Linked DNA regions of Oryctolagus cuniculus: region 2 is linked to region 1. Evidence: chromatin contacts called from public Hi-C data. All regions are on one chromosome and are shown on one strand. The core of a region is the stretch at or near the end of the contact, and the rest is flanking DNA. Distances in the headings are between cores, read along the strand shown.

The links. Hi-C and Micro-C count contacts between places; a contact is called where the count stands out from the background.
Region 2: a Hi-C map of embryonic fibroblasts shows a contact between it and region 1, with 4 times the contacts expected there. The contact joins two enhancer-like sites. A contact is called at or near these places in 4 of 6 Hi-C or Micro-C datasets (ear pinna, embryonic fibroblasts, skin fibroblasts and 1 more).

The regions. Positions count from the first base shown.
Region 1 is chr14:65,662,800-65,665,499 of mOryCun1.1, forward strand. The region is part of intron 2 of LOC103349612 (a long non-coding RNA gene); the gene reads right to left. Among named protein-coding and RNA genes, the nearest start is that of PTGER4, 260 kb to the right of the region's middle. Within about 2 kb of position 1,367, at least 4 of the 8 cell types and tissues checked have an H3K27ac peak or open chromatin away from gene starts, as enhancers often do. A contact at or near this core is called in ear pinna, where this site is marked.
Region 2 is chr14:65,923,964-65,926,663 of mOryCun1.1, forward strand. The region is part of intron 2 of PTGER4 (prostaglandin E receptor 4); the gene reads left to right. Among named protein-coding and RNA genes, the nearest start is that of PTGER4, 4.7 kb to the left of the region's middle. Within about 2 kb of position 1,353, at least 1 of the 8 cell types and tissues checked has an H3K27ac peak or open chromatin away from gene starts, as enhancers often do. A contact at or near this core is called in ear pinna, where this site is marked.

The DNA.
Region 1 (2,700 bases), core at 117-2,616:
GTTTTTCCTTTCTTCTTACGCTTTCTAACTACTGTGCTAGATTTTCCTATTTTGTGATAGTTAATCTTCCCTTTATTTTCATTTTCTATTTCCCCTATCTAACCACGGGCCCTTACTTCACACAACACCCCACTATTGAAGCTACCCCATCACTGGCCACTGATTAGGTACCAGGAAAGTAGAGATAGATGTAGGCTAGCCAGGGAGTGAGTTACCCAATATCAGAGCAAGGTGTTTCCTCACTTGAATTACTAAACTATGGTTGCCATAGCAAAACACATTGGAGCAAAATTCCTCATCTTATAATTTCAAGAGATGCATCCAGCAAGTTTCTTTAGAAGCCTCATAAACACAAGTAGTCTACTAAACTATGACAACATCTGGAGCAATGGCCTATTTCCAAATCTGTGCACATCTCATTTCCTGACATATTTTTCATGGATTAAGTAGTAATTTTCATCATAATTACAGGGAAGTCCCACCTATGAAGCATTTACTTACTATGTGCCTGTGGTTTTGTGATACCAATCTTCCTTCATTGATTGTCTTTCAGGCCTAAGAGAGAAATAGCTTGAAAATGAAAATACAGAATTACATTATCTTAAAATTATACTCTTCGGCTACAAACTTTTGTAGCACACCTGTAGGACAGTGAGATTAACAAAAGTGGGATGCTATCTCAGCCACCTGTGTCACACGTGTCCTCCTCCTGCTTCTACCCCTTCACAATCATGGTTCTACAATAATCGAGGTCACTGATTTGATCAAAAACATAGTTTCCTATTTAAATCTGCCTATAAAACACAGAATAAACATTTCACTTTTACATAATCTCAATTTTTTTTCAAAAGGCTGTCATGAGGGGAAGGGAAATTAGTAAGAGAAAGGGCAAAGAAGGCGGTTGCAAAGAATATTGTGAAATGTTGTTCGTTTCTGCTTTTTATTATTTTTTTTACATTTGTTGTCCCCTGAATTACTTCTTTCTGTCTACATTCAAGTTGTTTGTGCACGTGAAGATTTACAGAATTCACAAATCCTTTGGTCAATTCACACTTAGTTAAAACTAAATCTCAACAGAAGGGATTAAAAAAAAGTACTGTCTTTTCCCAAAAGAAATATGGAAAAACTATTTTTCCATCATTAAAAGCTTAAGAAAAAAATGAAACTGATCCAAGAGCCCAAAGACTATTTTTACATGTGAAAAAAAAGCTGTTTCAGCCAAGATTTGTAACATCAGTAATTCCCTTCGGAAACCAAGTTCCCACCCTGTAATGGTCTTTTGTTATTTGCGTCTGAGTCAGTCTGAACAGGATGACTTTCGAGTGCCAAGTGGCTACAGAAGTGCGAAGAAGACAGGAGGTCACCAGCACTTCACCAGCACTGGGAGCTCGAAGCAGGGCCAGCCCAAGAGCACCTCCTGGGTGCTGATGACATCACAAACAAGCAGAGCATTTCCACTCCTCTAAAGGAAACAGTATGGGGCTCCACCTTGCCAAGAAGAGGAATCTGACACACAGGTCGCGAATAAGCTCCCTGCGAGGCAATTCTTTCAAAATGAGTCACCCACACCGCCTGAACAGGAGAAGTTCACAGAAAGCACCCATCACCCTTCCCAGCCAGCAGGCGTCACACAGTCAGCTCCTGACTCCTCACAGTCAACTCATCTCCAAACACATTTTTATTTAAACCTCTGGAGGTGAAGCATCTGTGTAATTATTGTCCTCAATCTTCTCTCCTGTTGTAGTAGCATTAATTCCTTAGATATTTAAGTGCCTGTAAGTGAAAGCATTGCCCGGGGCCCTCTGTAGAGAAAAGTTAACAGAAAAGAAAAAAGCAAACAAAAACACAAGATCCTACATTCTTAAGTGTCATGGGAGAAACAGAGAAAAAGAACTGAGGAAAGTCCTAAGAAGAAAACAAACAGACCACTGTCACAGAGACTGATGGAAGGTCTTCTTTAGGAAGTCTTAGATTCTAACTTGGATGTACGTGCAGATCACTCAGAGTTCTTGTAAAAATGCAGAGTCCAGGCAGGAAATGCAGAATTCGGATTTCTGCAATAGGGCCTGGGATACTGCATGTCTTCCAGGACCCAAGGTGCTGCTGCTGCTGTTACACAAACCACAGCTTTAATGACAAGGCACAAGGTTTCTCTTCATCAGTAGCTCTCAGTGTTGTCACCAGACCAGTAGTTATCCTGTCCCTGAAAACTTGGTAGAAATGTAAATTCATAGGCTTTACCCCAGACGCCCTGGATCAGAAGTTGGGAAACTAGAGGGCCAAAGGGAGCGCCATCAATCTATATTTTAACAAACTTTTACCCAAGGTGATTCTGATGCCTACTAACCTTTTTCTATCTACTATAGCAGTCGCTAGGTGCTCAAAAGGTAGCTCCTGAATTGAAATATACTAAAAGTGTAAAGATATACTGGATTCCAAGAAATTGAGGAACTAATATAAAATAATAAAAATGATTTTTATATTGACTATGCATTGAAATATTATTTTGGATATGTTAAGTTAACTATATTAAGATAAGTTTTACCTTGTTTTTAATACAGCTGCTAAAATCACTTAAATTACGCATGTAGTTAGCTCCATATTTCTACTGGGCAGTGTCACGGTGTGAGTCAGTGTTGTGGAGCAATGGTTCTCAAGTGGAGGACTTCTGTCCCCCCAAGGGACATTTAGCAATAGCTG
Region 2 (2,700 bases), core at 103-2,602, 260 kb after region 1:
CAGTGTCCTGGCCTCTGCCATGTGTTTCAGAGAACTGTAAATGGCAATGTGAGGGGCTGGTGTTTAAAGAACATTCACTTTAAGGAACTGAGAAATTACAGCAGGAAGGGCAGCAAGTGCATGTACTTCCTCAGTGTTTGTACTGGAGGCAGACATCAATCCCTGCAGCCACAGGTGAAATGTTTTTCTCCAGCATCTACAGAGGCATCCAAACCTTAATTCATCTCTTGAGCCAAAGTGATTGACCTGGCCCTAAAATTCAGGGTCATTTATGACAAAGCCTTTGAAATTATTGGAGGATCTTGAGAAGCAGGAAATTTTAAGAGCTATATTTGTGGTTTACAAATCAACCACAATTTAACTTATAAAAAAATACTGTCTGTTCTGTGTAATGTCAGTAATGTGTAGCAGATATTAAGCAAGCTTAACTTGAAAACTGAAACTGGCTCAACTAAGAAGTCAATCATTATTAGTCAAGAACTCATATGCCTTTGTGAGAAATTGTGTAAGTAATATTGCTAATTTAGCTCTTAGTTTTGGATACTGAAATTTAATTCCAAAATCCATGCAATTGTAAATTGGTGATAAGAACTGGAGTCAGTCATTTAGAATTGTTGAAAGATTCAAAAGGGAAACTTATCCACAATTACAGTCTTCTTTGGCTTGCTTTTGCAAGTCTCTTTCGTCACATTCCTTATATTGACATTGTAATTTTAAGATTATAGCTTCTGAAGTCTCTGGCATTAAAGCAGTGAGGCCAGTCTTCTGTTCCAAGGAAACTAAGGAAACACCTATTTTTAACTTTATCAAATAAAATCAGTTACTAAACCCTGTGAATCATTTAAATGCTTTTGAAAGGCTAGCAAAGCAAATACAGTTCACTTGCAGTTTCAGAAAGCTTGACACAGTACATAGAGAATGCAAGCAGTCACTGAAAAGCAGCCAAGCTGTTGTCTTTTGGACACTAGGGAGGGAAGCTACTGTGGCTCCTAAGAGTGTGGCTGATAGTTTAGTATGAAAAGCCAATTTCGATTTGTTTCCTGAGATATATGTGTGTCTCTTACATAGAGCTAGGATTGGAATGAACACTTGAAAAAGGTGGGTAAATGAGTCATAAACATAGGGAAGTGAGCTGAACCTCCAATGTGGCTCCTAATCAGTGAAAAGAGAAGGTGGAAGTACAGCCCACAGGGAGTATCACAGGACAGTTAGCAGGAAGGTGGTTCTTGTCCCCTTGCTCATCCGTCTATCTACAATCTGCCTCAGTTGTTGTTGTTGTTTTTTTTAATATAGGAGAAACTGAAGAAATTAAAGTCTCTGCTTAAGATTTAAAAAGTGAGGGGAATTGCATTCCTTAGAAATATGCAAGCAAAGTAACCTCTCAAGGTCCCAGTGTTCAGTGCTTAGCTAGATCAACTTCTGTTGCCTAATTTTGTAGTTTCAGTACTAACATTAAGATGAAAAATTATAATCAAATCCTTTGCCTCAGGGCTACACAGCTGTACTGTAGGACTTAAAGGTATTTTCCCTCATGTACAACCAAGCGAATCAAAGCCATATTTAATGCTTATTTCCTTGGTTTTCTTTCTTCTTATTCTTGGGTAAAAAATATTCATATCTGTTAGGTGTAATATGACTAGTTTGATTAACCTTCTGCCTTGATCAGGTAAAACTCGGGTCCTTAGGAAAAGAGCTTCCTGTGAGTGTTTATTTGGTTGCTTATTATAAACAAGTTGTCTCTAGAGACTTCCCCAGCATCTGATGAGCACAAGTTTATAAAAACAGGAGAAAACCATGTAAATAGATATACTTTTGTTTACCGTAGGAAAACTGGAGGTAGGGTTATAAAACAACTGGAAGTGGGATTTCAGATGAGTCAAAACGACATCTACAGGTACAAGACTAATGCCATGAACTTGAGACAATTATAGCAGAACCTAAAGAATTTGTTTGCCTTCAAGTAAATTTGGCTAAGTTGAAAAAAAAAAAAAAAACCAGCAATTCCTAGAAGCAAACTTTTAGGAATAACAGGAAATTGCAGGCCTAGTGGCAATACCTTCAAGTCTGCACAGTAACACGTGAAAGTAAGGTATTTCCACATCCAGCAGCTGTCTCATTTGAATCTTGTAAAAGCTCTAGGAAGAAAGTGGGACAGCCCAGAACATTCACCCTCTTTATACCTCAGCCTCCCCGCCCCCGCCTCAGATGAGGAATTTATATCATTCTGCAACTTGGGGGGCGGCTATGGGTGAGTTCTTGTCTAATGAGCTTCTCAACATGCTTTGCTGACCTGTTAAACTCTGGCTTTATTAAACATCTCCTAACAAGATTTTTTTTTCCCCCGGAGCTAAAGTGATTCTTGCATTCTCCTGTTAGAATGTTGAAAGTGAGAGTTTTTGTTTTTTTTTAAGAAAAGCTTAAGAAATACATCCTTAAAGTAGAGATTGATCAGGAGAGGGTAACTAACTTGCTACAGAAAGTGGCCAGTTAGTAACCTAGAAGGACACGAACTGAGCTCTCTGATGCCACCAGACAGTCAAGAACTCTTTTCACTTTACACTTAAAAAGAAAAAGTGGCAGAACTTCTAGTAACAGCGTGACCATTTTGGACTCTTCATAAAGTGATGAGATAACTGAGCACACATAAATAACACCTATTTAGTGTGCTTGGAGTAGAAAAAAGCATGCACGTACAAATCC